2 separate regions of the Mus musculus genome follow, and region 2 is linked to region 1. The links are chromatin contacts, called in public promoter capture Hi-C maps. All regions are on one chromosome and are shown on one strand. The core of a region is the stretch at or near the end of the contact, and the rest is flanking DNA. Distances in the headings are between cores, read along the strand shown. Region 1 holds the start of Ptgs1 (prostaglandin-endoperoxide synthase 1). Region 2 holds the start of Ppp6c (protein phosphatase 6, catalytic subunit).

What was found. Capture Hi-C pulls out chosen DNA fragments and counts their contacts.
Region 2: a promoter capture Hi-C map of liver shows a contact between it and region 1, with 2.8 times the contacts expected there. The contact joins the promoter of Ppp6c here to the promoter of Ptgs1 in region 1. A contact is called at or near these places in 1 of 39 promoter capture datasets (cranial neural crest) and 1 of 9 other capture datasets (liver).

The regions. Positions count from the first base shown.
Region 1 is chr2:36,226,927-36,233,394 of GRCm38.p6, reverse strand. It overlaps Ptgs1 (prostaglandin-endoperoxide synthase 1), which reads right to left and starts at 2,969. Exons shown (of 11, transcript NM_008969.4): 1 at 2,826-2,969; 2 at 2,632-2,727. The coding sequence starts at 2,832.
Region 2 is chr2:39,223,614-39,230,081 of GRCm38.p6, reverse strand. Ppp6c (protein phosphatase 6, catalytic subunit) reads left to right here and starts at 3,733. Exons shown (of 7, transcript NM_024209.3): 1 at 3,733-3,915. The coding sequence starts at 3,841.

The DNA of each region.
Region 1 (6,468 bases), core at 1,720-4,219:
CTCTACTCACCAGGCCATGCCCTCTCCCTGGGCACATAAATGGGCCGGGCATGCTGGTGCACACTTATTTAATCCCAGCACTAGGGAGACAGAGGCATGTGGAGCTCTGTGAGTTCAAGACTAGCCTGTTCTAGAATAGGGAACAAAATACCCATGTAAGGAGTTACAGAGACAAAGTTTGGAGCTAAGATGAAAGGATGGACTATCCAGAGACTACCCCACCCGGGATCCATCCCATAGTCAGCCACCAAACCCAGACACTATTGCACAATGCCAGCAAGATTTTGCTGAAGGGACCCTGTTATAGGTGTCTCGTAGGAGGCTATGCCAGTGCCTAGCAAATACAGAAGTGGATGCTCACAGTCATCTGTAAGATAGAACACAGGGCCCCCAATGGAGAAACTAGAGAAAGCACCCAAGGGGTCTGCAACCCTATAGGTGGAACAGCAATATGAACTAACCAGTACCCCCAGAGCGCGTGTCTCTAGCTGCATATGTAGCAGAAGATGGCCTAGTCGGCCATCACTGGGAAGAGAGGCCCCTTGGTATTGCAAACTTTATATGCCCCAATACAGGGGAATGCCAGGGCCAAGAAGCAGGAGTGGGTGGGTAGGGGAGCAGGGCGGAGGGAGGGTATAGGGAACTTTTGGGATAGCATTTGAAATGTATATAAAGAAAATATATAATAATAATTAAAAAAAAAGACTAGCCTATTCTACATAGTGAGTTCCAGGACAGCCAGAGCTACCTGTTACATACATACACACACACACACACACACACACACACACACACACACACACACACACACACTGGAAGGCAAGCATTTGAACACTATAAATCCCCAGCACACAGCCTTGAGCTCAAATAGGATGCCATCCCCCCCACCCAATGAGAGACAAAAGCCATCATCCTTTAAAGCAGCCTGCAGCCCCTAACCAACACAGGGTCAATACTCCCTCTTTGACATCTTTATACTTCTCTCTCACCCTTCGCCACAGCCCTCACTCTCCTACTTAACAACATGCTGGCGCCTATCTCCACCATCAGACTGTGGACTCCAGCGTCACTCTGGGCACCTACATCACTCCACATCAGACTGTGACCTCTGTGTCACCAGGCCCCAGCCAAAGGCTCAAATAGAAAAAGCCCTTGGAATGCAAAACAGAAAAATTCCACTACAGCACTTGCAATATGACTATAGGCAAAGGGGACACCGTGGCTCTAGTCAGGCGCAGCTTGGGTCACCAAGTCATGCCTACTCCCAGGCTAAAGGGAGGACACCAAGCCAAACCCAGGGTCTGGAAGGGATGAACTTGAACATTTGTGGATTCCCTGGCACAGCTTTGCCCTCCAAGCTGAACTCTACCCTTTCCCTAAAAGAATCCCAGCAAGGAAGACAGGTGCATGAACACCGGATCCTCAAAGGGTGGAGGGTCAGGTGAGAGCTGGACTCATGCTGAAACTGAAAGTCAGCATGGCCAACATGTCAGCCTTGGCTCTACCATCAGCTCACTGTGGGGTCTCCAACAAGTGGCCCCACTTCCTGAGCCTCTCAAAGTTCTGATCTACAAAATGGACTTAACGCATCTGCCTCCCACAAGGCTGCTGTGAGCACCAAAGAAAAGGCACGCACAGCTAATCTTGGTAAACTGCAGTGCTGGATCACAAATGGCTTCCTTTCCAAAAACCCAGACTGTCACCTTTCTAGCACAGGTGTCCCCAGCTCTTTTTCTCACTCAAACCCCATCCTCCAGGAAGCCTGCTGTGATTCTCAGGCCACTCTGTCCTCTGAGTTCCAAGGTCCTGTAGTATCCCTTTCCCCCACTGCCAACCTTTCTTGGCCCCATTTTACAGATGGGCATCCAAATTGTAAAGAGAGGAAGGAAAGGTGGAGGGCAGGGGAAGTATGGGGGGGGCGGGGAGTAAATTATTTTTCTTTCCTAGAACCTGGTTCTGCCCTGAGGGAGAGAAGCGGGACAGAATTGCAGAACTGGCTTCTTTGAACCACTGCAGGTATTGAGAGTGACTGGATTAGGCTGATCCTGAATTCAAACCCTGAGCCCACTATGCATTATGTGACTTGGGGCTGTTATCGCACCTACTGAACCTCAATTTCCTGGTCACTATGTGCCCACTTCCCCATTCCCAGGATAGCTGGTGTCCCCCACCCCCATCCCTGTATCTACCGTTGGGGAGATAGGTTGAGCGTTAAGATAGACTCCCCAAAAGTTAGAGGCCAAAGAAAAGGAACTCAGTGTCCAGCCCGCCTTCCCCTTGGCGTCTGCCGCTTCCTCCCCAAGGAGCCCCCACAGGAAACCGCCGAGTTCTGGGGGGGGGGGGGGGGGGGGGTACAGAGGCTGCTTGGAAAGTCGGACCACATATCAGGTGAGAAGTTAAAGAACCTGTCTCTGCTTCCCCTGCCGACTCGGGATCTCAGTGGGCTGTGTGCCAGAGAGATCCCAGGTAGGCCCTAGCCATTCTCCAGGGACCCCATTCCATAACCTCAACACCCTATTCCCCGGCACCGCGAGCAGAAAGGGGAATCAGGGAGTCCGCCTGGAAGGGAGATGGACCAAGCCCACGGCGCAGGACTTGGAATTTTCACGGGCATCCGGCGGGGGCACCTACCTGGTGAGGGCACCCCAGGATCTGCGAGCAGGACCGAGGGTGTCGGCGGCAGCAGCAGGAGCAGCAGCAGGGGAAACCAGAGCGAGAGACTCCTTCCTGCAGAAGGAAGAGAGAGTTGAGCCTAGCGTTCAAGGCTCCGCCTGCAGGCCACCGAATTCCGGGACGCGTGGGGGCACCACTGGGGTCGGACTCACGACTCATGACTCTGGGAGTGGATGGATGTGCAATGCCAACGGCTGGCTCCTCGGGTGCAACTCCAGCACTGCCCCAGCACTGGCAGGTCCCCTCCCACCCATCTCACGGCTCCACCCCCACTCCTCCCTCCAGTTGTCACCTCTGACAGGCTGACCGCCAACTTCCTCTGCTCCAGCCTTAGCCAAGACGTTTTATTAATTACTGCATGGTGACTGCTCAGACCGTAACTCACGATCCTTGAGGTGCAAGATCTTTTTACAGTGTCAGAAATGCATCCATTTGGGATATAGCAAACTGAGGCTCTCTGAGGATGGGCACGAAGGAGGACAAGGCTTGTAGGCAGAACAAATGGTGGAAGAGGCTGGTTTGAACCATAGCTTGCTTGAAGAAGGATGAGGAGCAAGGAGGTGAGAAGCCATGCAGTCCAGTCCAGCCTGCACACGAGGTCCTGCATGGAAAACACGCTACTGCCACTCCTGCCCGCCAACAGAAGAGCTTCCTTCTCCGTTGAGCAGGCAGAGGCCAGGTCAGACATGAGGAGCTGTAATTTACATTCCTAATACACAGCCTGCCAGTTGGCTCACCTTTAGTCCTTGCTGGTCCTCGGTGTATTTATTTATAAAATGGACATGCAAAACCACCCTAGGCAGTGAGGGATACCCAGGGGGCCCCCACCTACTCAGAGGAGAAGTGTAGGGGGGAAGTGGGGGAAGGATTGTGGGAGGGGGTGGCCAGGAGGGGGCAGTGAGTGGGATGTAAAGTGAATTAAGTAAAAAATTAAAAAACAAAATTTTTAAAAGATACATATAAAGTAGATATCAAAAAATATGTATGGCATAAGGCAATTTTGTTTACTGATAGTTAAAGGTGAGGGGAGTTGTTTTAAAAGAAAATTATAACATTTGTATATTTTAATCCTTACACAAAATAAAATTAATGAGACATTTAAAAAAAACACCATAGAAAAAAATATACAGATCCCATGTGGCAGTGGCTACTCTGTGGTCAGAGAACCTTTTTCAAAGTTGCCCTAACTTAGATTCCAGGGCTAGCCAAATGCCACCCTCCAGCTGAATGGCCACTTGCCAGCCTTATAGGACCTAAGCCTTTGGGTCATTGGCTCCTTTGTACAGTGGGGGAAACTGAGCCTAGAAGGAGCAGAGAATAGGAGCAAAGCCACAGTGTCCTCGTCCTTTTCCTTGCCAGCTCTCTCCCTCAGTTTTCCCAGCACGCCCTCTGCCCACGCCCGCACCCAGAGGCATGGCTTGGTGGAAGGGCCCATTCATCCTTGTGCTGGCTCTCGGGCATCTCTGGGCTCAGGAAAGGAACAGGTAGGAAAGGTGGGGCCTGATGGGGTGCCCCTTTTGCTTCCAAACCAGAGCTGTTCCCATGCTCTACAGGGACAAAAGCCAACTGCTCTAGGGAAACTGAGCAAGCCAGGACAGACCAGGGGAAGAACTGGGGCCCTGGTATACTGAGACCAGCTTCAGTTTCTCCACATCCCCAGATTTAAGACCCCTCTGGTAACCAGCCAGCTGGGCAAGGGGCTGTGGGTCAAGTGATTGTCAGCAAAATAATGAGATCTGGGAGGAAAGCTGAGGTTCTGTTCCCCAGAGGACAGGGGACCTTCTGGTGACCAAGAAATACAAGAAGAGCTGGCATGATTCTCATCCTCCACTCCCCGGTCTGCCCTCACTCTGGGCCTGGACCCAAGGAGTCACACCTGTAGCTCACTCCCAGACCTGTCCTGTAGTGAAAACAAATGCTAACTAGCTCAGCCCTAACCCTGGAGGGAGGAGACTTAGCCTGGGAATCAAGAAAACTGAGTTCAAGTCTCCTTTCTTCTCTTTGACCATAGACAAGCCCTTAGGGCCTGCTTCCCATTTGAACACCAGGATAATAGGACCAAGTGGGTAGCAAAGGCAGGACCCATGCCAGTAGAGAGCATGAGCCCTTGCTATAACCATGCTCTACAGCCCTTCATGCCATCAGAAGACAGATGCAGTGAAGGAGGGCTGCAATGGGAGTGTGCAGTTGATGAAGGATGGGTACAGTGGAGAAGCAAGAGGCCAAGAGAGCAGCTAGGGTATTAATACAGGCCTCCAAGGACCAAGCCTAACCAAGGGGGTGGAGCAAGGAAGAAGTAGACAAGGGAAACGGTGACTGAGATGCCAGCTCTTTACCAGTTGACCTGGAGTATGGATAGAGAGGTAGAGAACATTTAGATGCTGGTTGTTGCTAGGGACAATGCTCAGGGACAGGCAGTGGCTGGAAAACACAGAGTTAACACTTGGTCCATCCAAAGAAAGGATCCAACATGCAGATGAATACCCAAGTTGGGGGAGCATCCTTGTTCTACTAGAAAGCTCACAACCCAGGGCCGCCTTTCCTTGCTCTTGTGTTCCAGAGCCAACGTCCTGAATGTAGACCTTGTAGAGGGCAGCCAACCCTCCAGTAGTTGAGATTGTCTGTTCTGCTCCAGGTCATTGGACACGTCGTTTTTTCTTCTCTCCTACAGGAAGTTCTGTGCCTTCCCTCCCCTCAAGGTGGTGCTAAATAGAAGTTGTCCCTCTCTTCCCCTGAGTTGTCATTGTTTGGTGACTCTGTCCTCCTTAAACCCAAGTACAGGGACTGAAAATGTCCCAAGAGGCTGGTCGCTTTGTGGGATGAGCGCTGGCGTGAATAATCCAGGAGGATTGGCAGAGATGGCTGGGCAGTTGAGAACACCAAGGGCTCCCAATCCCAAGCTGCTCTTGCAGAAGAGCTGGGCTAGGTATCCAGCACCCACATGGTGGCTCACAACTGCCTCTAACTCTGGTCCCAGGGGAGCTGACACCCTCTTCTGTCCTCTTTGGGAACTGGTCACACCTATGGTGCATATGTGTGTATGTGTATGTATGTGCATTATGTATATTTGTATGTGTAAGCAAAACACTTATACAACATAAATTTAAAACAGTCTAAAATAAAAATGCTTAAATAATAATACATAGGAAAAACTCACGTGACTGAGGGAACCAGAGCCAAGTTCATCAAGGTGCCAGCCAGTTCATCCGTCTGCAGGTGTAACCACAAAAATGTCGTTGCCTGCCTCAGTTTCCCACTGAACCCACTGGTCAACATTCCCAACAGTCCCACAGGCATCTCTGGACACAGAGCCAGAGCAGATCAAAGAGCCTGAGCTATTCTGAGACAAGATAGCAAGATCCCATTTCCCTGATCTGTTGGACCCCCACTAGTGGGTGCCAAGAGTTTCTCTCTGAGGGCCCCACCCCCTGCCACATAACAGTCACATGTCCTCCTGCCTACCTAGCCCACATCTGAAAGTTACTGAGGAGGTCCCACCCAACATTTGGAAATCCCAAGCTGACTCTCACCTGAATCATGCACGAGCCCAGCCCCACCCACCCCACCTCTGCAGCTGGTTCACAGAACAGGAAAGTTCTGTAGTCAGCGGCCTCAAATCTCTTCAAATCTCAGTCCCAAACCCTAGTTGCTCTCCACTCTCACCACAGCCTTAAGCTTTCAGCTGCCTTTTGTGGGCCTCAGTTTCCCTCATCCAAATATATGGGGTTACTGCTTCCATTTCTGCAAGAGCCACTCCATGTGAGCATCCAGCCTTCACCAGGAGCTTAGCAATGG
Region 2 (6,468 bases), core at 2,484-4,983, 3.0 Mb before region 1:
TGCATTTTGCATTTTCTTTGTTTGTTGTGCCCATGTTCTCTATGGAATCTTCTGCACCTGAGATTCTCTCTTCCATCTATTGTATTTCATTGCTGATGCTCACATCTATGGTTCCTGATTTCTTTCCTAGGGTTTCTATCTCCAGAGTTGTCTCACTTTGAGTTTTCTTTATTGTTTCTACTTCCCTTTTTAGGTCTTGGATGGTTTTGTTCAATTCCATTGCCTATTTGGTTGTGTTTTTCTGTAGCTCTTTAAGGGATTTTGTGTTTCCTCTTTAAGGGCTTCTACCTCTTTAGCACTGTTCTCCTGTATTTCTTTAAGTGAGTTATTAATGCCCTTCTTGATGTCCTCTACCAGCATCATGAGATGTGATTTTAAATTTGAGTCTTGCTTTTCAGGTGTGTTGGGTTATCCAGGACTGGCTGAGGTGGGAGTTTCAAATCAGTAGCCCAAAACTCATGATGCATGTTCTGTGGTAGGATCATTGCTATAATTCAGCATTCATGGTATAGGTACTGCGGGTAGCTCATGCCTGTAACCCAGCACTCATGGTGCATGTACTCTGGAAACAAATACCTGCAACTCCAGCACTCACGGTGAATGTACTAAGGAAGACACACACTAGTAATGCACCACTCATGGTCATGTATTATGGGAGGCCCAGACCTGTATCTTAGTGTATGTCCTTTATTAGACTTATATCACTAACCCATCACTCATGGTTCATATACTGTGAGAGGCTCACCAATAATTTAGCAATATGTGTATGTGTCCATGAAGGTTAGGGGGGAATGGCAGCTTCACGCTTGCAGGTTCTTTCCTAGCCACTTCCTTTACATCCCCTCTCTCAGCTACATCTTCACGTGAAAGAAGTAAGGATCAGGGAGAAATGGCTGCCTGCTTTCTACTAATGTGGCCAGCCAGAGACGCTGTCCTCTCCACCTAGCTTAAGGAAAGGAATACCCTCTCCTCCAGATGGCGGAGCCTGTTTACTTCCAACCCAGCAAGAGTTAGCTCCAACTCATTCTGGATGTGGCTCTACCCATGGGCTGGAGCCCCAGGTTCCTAAAGCTTGTCCAGGCCAACAGCTTTCCTCCGCGGGTCTCTCCCCAGCATCGACTCCCTTCCAGGGAGACCTGGAATGCTGCTTCCTGGTCGGCATCCGATCCATGACCAAATCCCTTGTTCAGACGGAGTTTGTTTACAGCAGTCGTTAGTAGTGACTTCTGAAGCAGAAGGATGGGTTGGAACTCATGTAAGCCAGGCTGACCTTGAATTCTGCTCCAGGCTCCAGAATGAGATTTCCTGCATGCCACAGAATGCTAGACTTTTCCTGTGTAGGTTTTGAGGCTGGTTCAAGCTGCGGCACCAGCAACGAATGGTTCATTTCCATAACTGCCATTTGTAGTTACAGCACGTTCCAAGACCATAGGCAGGCCCTTGGCCTTTTAGGAGCTCATAAGCTGATCAGAGATACTAAACACGAACAACAACTAGGAGGTTCTATTGTAAAGGGTGAGGAATAAAACGTTCACTGAAACTATATGTTCTTGGGGTAAATTATTAATACTTTGGGTGTCTTCTCTCTGCAACACAGAAATCTTAAGATTTCTGTAGGGGTTGCAGTTGGGTGTCTATGGAGACCCAGAGTCTTTCCTCTGTAAAAACCATGATCTATAAACTGATCAACCCTCTTTTGGCAACTTCATCTGCATCATCTCTGATCTATGTCCTAAGTATAGGTACTCCTTTTCTTTCCTAAAACAGAAATGGCTCACCTATGTGCCTATGTGTGATCAGAGTGTCATACTCTTATGGTGAGGGTAGAACGCAAAACAGTCTTTGTGACTGCCTGTAATTATCAGAAAGCTCCCACTGACTGCCAAAGAATTTAGAGGTATACACTCACTCTGCTTTCCTTCTGGAAAGACAACCAGGGCAAGGTTGGATCTGCCATGTGCCCAGTATGTATTTGGACAGTGATTACTTCTCTGAAGTAAAGCTCCAGAATGCTTGGATGTGCCTTGGGTCTTTTGGCTTGAAACCTCAAGCCATGCTGGAGGAGTATATTAACAAGAAAAAGTGGAATATCAGATAGTTTACATTGTTGGAACCAACCCTTTTAGACTATAAATTACATTTCTAAATTCTTGTAGGAATGTTTGAATTCTGTTTTTAAGGGGCTAAAGAGATGTCTCAAACAAAACCAAGCAAAGAAAACAAAATTTAAAAATCCAAATAAGTTTGATCATGTTGCATGTTTAAAATCCTACAACAGTTGTCCACTGCATCAAAAGGAAAATAAATCTATGTATTCATTTCTTCCTCTGAGCTCCAGCCACTATGGTATGGCTCTTCCACAAAAGCTCCAAATAAGCTTAGAAATGCATCAGATATCTTCCATACAACTTCCCACCTTCCCAACTTTGCTGTGTTTTTGTTGTTGTTGTGTTTTTTTTTTTTTTTTTGAGACAAGGTCTTCTGGTTGACCTGCAACATGCTACATAGACTAGGCTATCCTAGAACTCACAGTTATCCAGCTGCCTCATCACTGCTGTGGTCAAATATGTGGTACACTATGGTCAGGTTAATTCTGAATCCTGTGTCAACCCATCCTCCTTACTATGCTGGAATGTTTTCCTTAAATTATCACTTTCTAACATGCTCTGAGTAATTTATTATATTTGTCGGTTATCTCTAACAGAATTAAATTGCAAGTTGAGGACAGATTTTTTAATACATTATTTTTTATTATTTTATTTATTTTGACTGCAAATATATTTCTGTACCACATGCACACAGTGCCCAGAAGAAGGTGTCTGATCTCCCGTAACTGGACTTGAAAGCAGCCACGTAGATGCTAGTAATAGAACTTGGATCCTCTGGAAGAACAGCTAGTGCTCTTAACTAATGAGCACTCTTTCCAGCCCCAAGGATAGAGATTTTTGTCTATTGCAGCCATTGGTTATTCTAACTGCCTATAAGTGTATCTGTACTTTGTTGCTATTCAATATAGAGTTGTCAAATGGACCAATGTTAAAGCTATAGTAGGTGTCAAGAACTGTTCTTGGCACTGGGATACGACAAAAAAAAAAAAAAAACCTTTCCGGCCCCCTCCTGGAACTCACCGGATTAAGTCAGTAGCCTGTTTTTCAGTCTAGGATCCATCTTTTCTGTTTCCTTTGAGATTTTGGGGCAAATAACACATGCAAACTTTGCATTCTTACAGTCTTACAAGAATTGAACAGGAGAAAAAAAAAGTGCCAGTATTTGTACAGAATGTGGCATAAGAAATGCTTTATTGTTTGTTTCTTCCCCCACCCACCACCCACCCCACCCCCCAGCCAGAGAACCGGTGGTGTTAAGTTTGTTTCAAATGTTGTCTAGGCCAGGTCTTCAGTAGTCCTGGAAAGGCGGTAACAGTAACTCTTAACTTTAACTGAAGATACTTTACAGGGTAGGAGTGAGAGCCAGGGAATTCTTAGTTAACCACTTCATGGTCTTCCTTAGAAAAAGCCTCATTTGAGGTGAAGTCTGTTGCCAAGGATAGGAAAGGAAGAGCATTTTACTAAAACTACAAATCCCAGCACGCCCCGCGGCAGAGAGCTACGGGTCCCAGTAGGTTTTATCAAAAGGACCTCCGGGTTCTCTTGGAGATAGATCCGTGGCCCGGAATTCCGCCTGAGAGAGAGAGCGGAACGGGTCAGGCTTTTACGTCGCTTCGCAGACGCCACTCACGGATCGGACGTGACGTAAGGAGGGTTCCGGATTCGGCCTCCGCCGCTGCCTCCGCTACTACAGCCGCTGCCGCTGCTGTCGCCGCGGCTTGTTCTTCCTAAAATGGCGCCGCTGGATCTGGACAAGTATGTGGAGATAGCGCGGCAGTGCAAGTACCTTCCCGAGAACGACCTGAAGGTGAGCCGGGCCGGAGGCCGTCCAGCTTGCGAGGCAAGCCCCTTCCGGCTGCGGGGCTCCCGCCGGCCCGCCCTTCTCCCTCGGCGGGATCCCTACCGGGCGCCCGATCCTGGCGCGGCGGAGGGCGCTCCGCGGTGCGAGAGGACCGGGTCCGAGGCGGCGTGACGCGGAGAACCAGGGGAGCCCGGATCCCCCGAATGCTGTCCAGTTCTTTGAGGGGAGATCCCGGGGGATGTCACGATCCCCTGACCCTCACGGGACTCCGAGCTTAAAGACTCTCACTCTAACTCGCTCGGCCTCCCGGAGACGGAGCCGGGCCGAGCGGGTAGTGCTCCCGGGATGGGGTCCTCCCAGCAGAGGTAACAGGAGCCGCTGTCTGCTCCAGGGACGCGGCCGCGGTGTGTTTAAGTCCCTGAGAGGTGGAAGCCGGTGGGCGGGATCGATGCGACCATAATGGGAGAGAATGACAAGTCGCCTCAGCTTCACCACTCCCCTAAATTGCTTCTTAGGAGTGGTAGTTTTCTTCTGATGATTTGGATGTGGATCTCATTTCTTAGCCCGTTGTTGAGCTATTTAAGTGAATAAGCAGTTGCTTATCAATAAGTTCAAATGTTTTTATGACCTCTGAGCTGTTCCCCTGTAACTCAAGGTGTCGTTTTCTTGGTTTTCCAAAGGAGGTCTTACTCAGTTCAGGCTAAGTTAATGCAGTAAAGAAGTAAGCCGTTGGTGTACCACTGTTATCAACCGTATTTTGTTTCTGCAAAAACTAGTGCTTAGGACCACGTTGGTGTTTATCCGATGGTTGCTAATGTCTGTTTTATTCCGTTAACTTTGATTTGCTATGTAGTCAGTCACTCTCGATCATTTGAATTTTTTTTTCATGCTGTTTTTGTAATATTTTTAAGCCACAGGCTTAAAACAATTTTTTCAAGAAAAAAATTGCCTTTTTCCTAACGAATTTTATTTCTCTTGTGAAGATTTTGCTCTGTGTCTGTTTTCTTGTCTCATCTAGTACATGAAGTTTATATTTAAATCAGCCAACAAGTATGCAAAATGTTTAAGACCTCAAGTGTTGGTTGTGTGAAAGTACATAGCTTGTAACTTACATACTGACTGCCTGTGTTACATGATTGGTGTTCATATTCAGCCACCTGAATCAGGCATTTGCCTTGTCTTCCTGCTTGGTAATTTTGTTTTGTCTTGTTTTTGCTTTCTTCCTGAGATAAGATCTTAATATAGTTCTTGCTGGGGCTGGAGAGATATCTCAATGGTTAAGAGCACTTGGCTGCTCTTCCAGAGGACCTGGAAATTCTGTTCCCAGCAAGGGCATGATAGTTTGTAACATCCTGTCACTCCAGTTCCAAGGAATCTGATGCCCTCTTCTGGTCTTCATAGGCACCAGGTACACATGTGTTCCACAGACATGTGTGCAAGCAAAGCAGCCATACACATAAAATAAAAACAAATCTTTAAAAAAAGTTCATGGTGGCCTCCAACCCAGTATGTACCTGAGGATGGCCTTGAACTCCTGACCCTCTTGCTTCTACTTCCCAACTGCTGGACCCTAACCAACATGCCTGGCTTTTTCTTTCCGTTCCTTTTTTTTTTTTTTTAATAAGATTTATTTTTAATTAGTTGGGGGGGGGCGGTTATGTGCACATTTTGCCTTTGTAAGCCAGGGGCACCAGGTCACCTGGAGCTGGAGGTACAGGCAGTTGTGAACCAAAAGATGTGGGTGATAGAAACTGAACTCGGGTCCTCTGTACAATCTTAACTGAGGAGCAATCTCTCCAGATCTTAGATATAGATATTTTGATACAGGGCATCATGTAGCCCAAGCTTGCCTTAAACCCCTGGTTCTCCGGCTTCCACCTTAATAGTGGTTTGTTTTATTTTATTGTGGTGTGAGGGTTGAGCTGAATTTTTTAAAAGATTTAGTTGTTTTTTATTTATGTAGATGTATGTGTACCTGTGTGAATTTATGTGCCCCATGTGTATGCTGGTGCTGGCAGAGGCAGAGAGCAATCCTAGGCTCCTGAAGTTGGATTTATAGGTGGTTTGAGCTACCTGATATTTGTGCTGGGAATTGAACCTGAGTCTTCTGCAAGAGCACTAAACTCTTTAAATTGCTGAGCCTGTTGTGTGCTTTTTAAATTAATTAAGTAATTATTTTGCTTTGTTTATCGAAACAGGGTTTCTCTGTGTAGCCCTGGGTCAAAGTCACTATAGGCATGGCTGGCCTTGAACTCAGAGATCCTCCATGTGTCTTTGGGATATGGGTATATGAGTGCAGATGCCTTCAAAGCCAGAGGCATTAGAGGCTGTAGTTACAAGCTGGAGGCTCTCTGAAGCTGTAGTTACAAGCAGTTATAAGCAGCCTGGCATGAGTGCTGGGAATAGAGTGTAGGTCCTCTGCAAAAGAATCATATGTGCTTTTAACTGCTGTGTCATTTCTCCAGCCCCACATTTATCTGTTTCTTACTAGACTGCCCCACTCCCCTAGTTTTTTGATTAACTACTGGGGAAGAAAATCTAAATTTTCTGTATATCCTT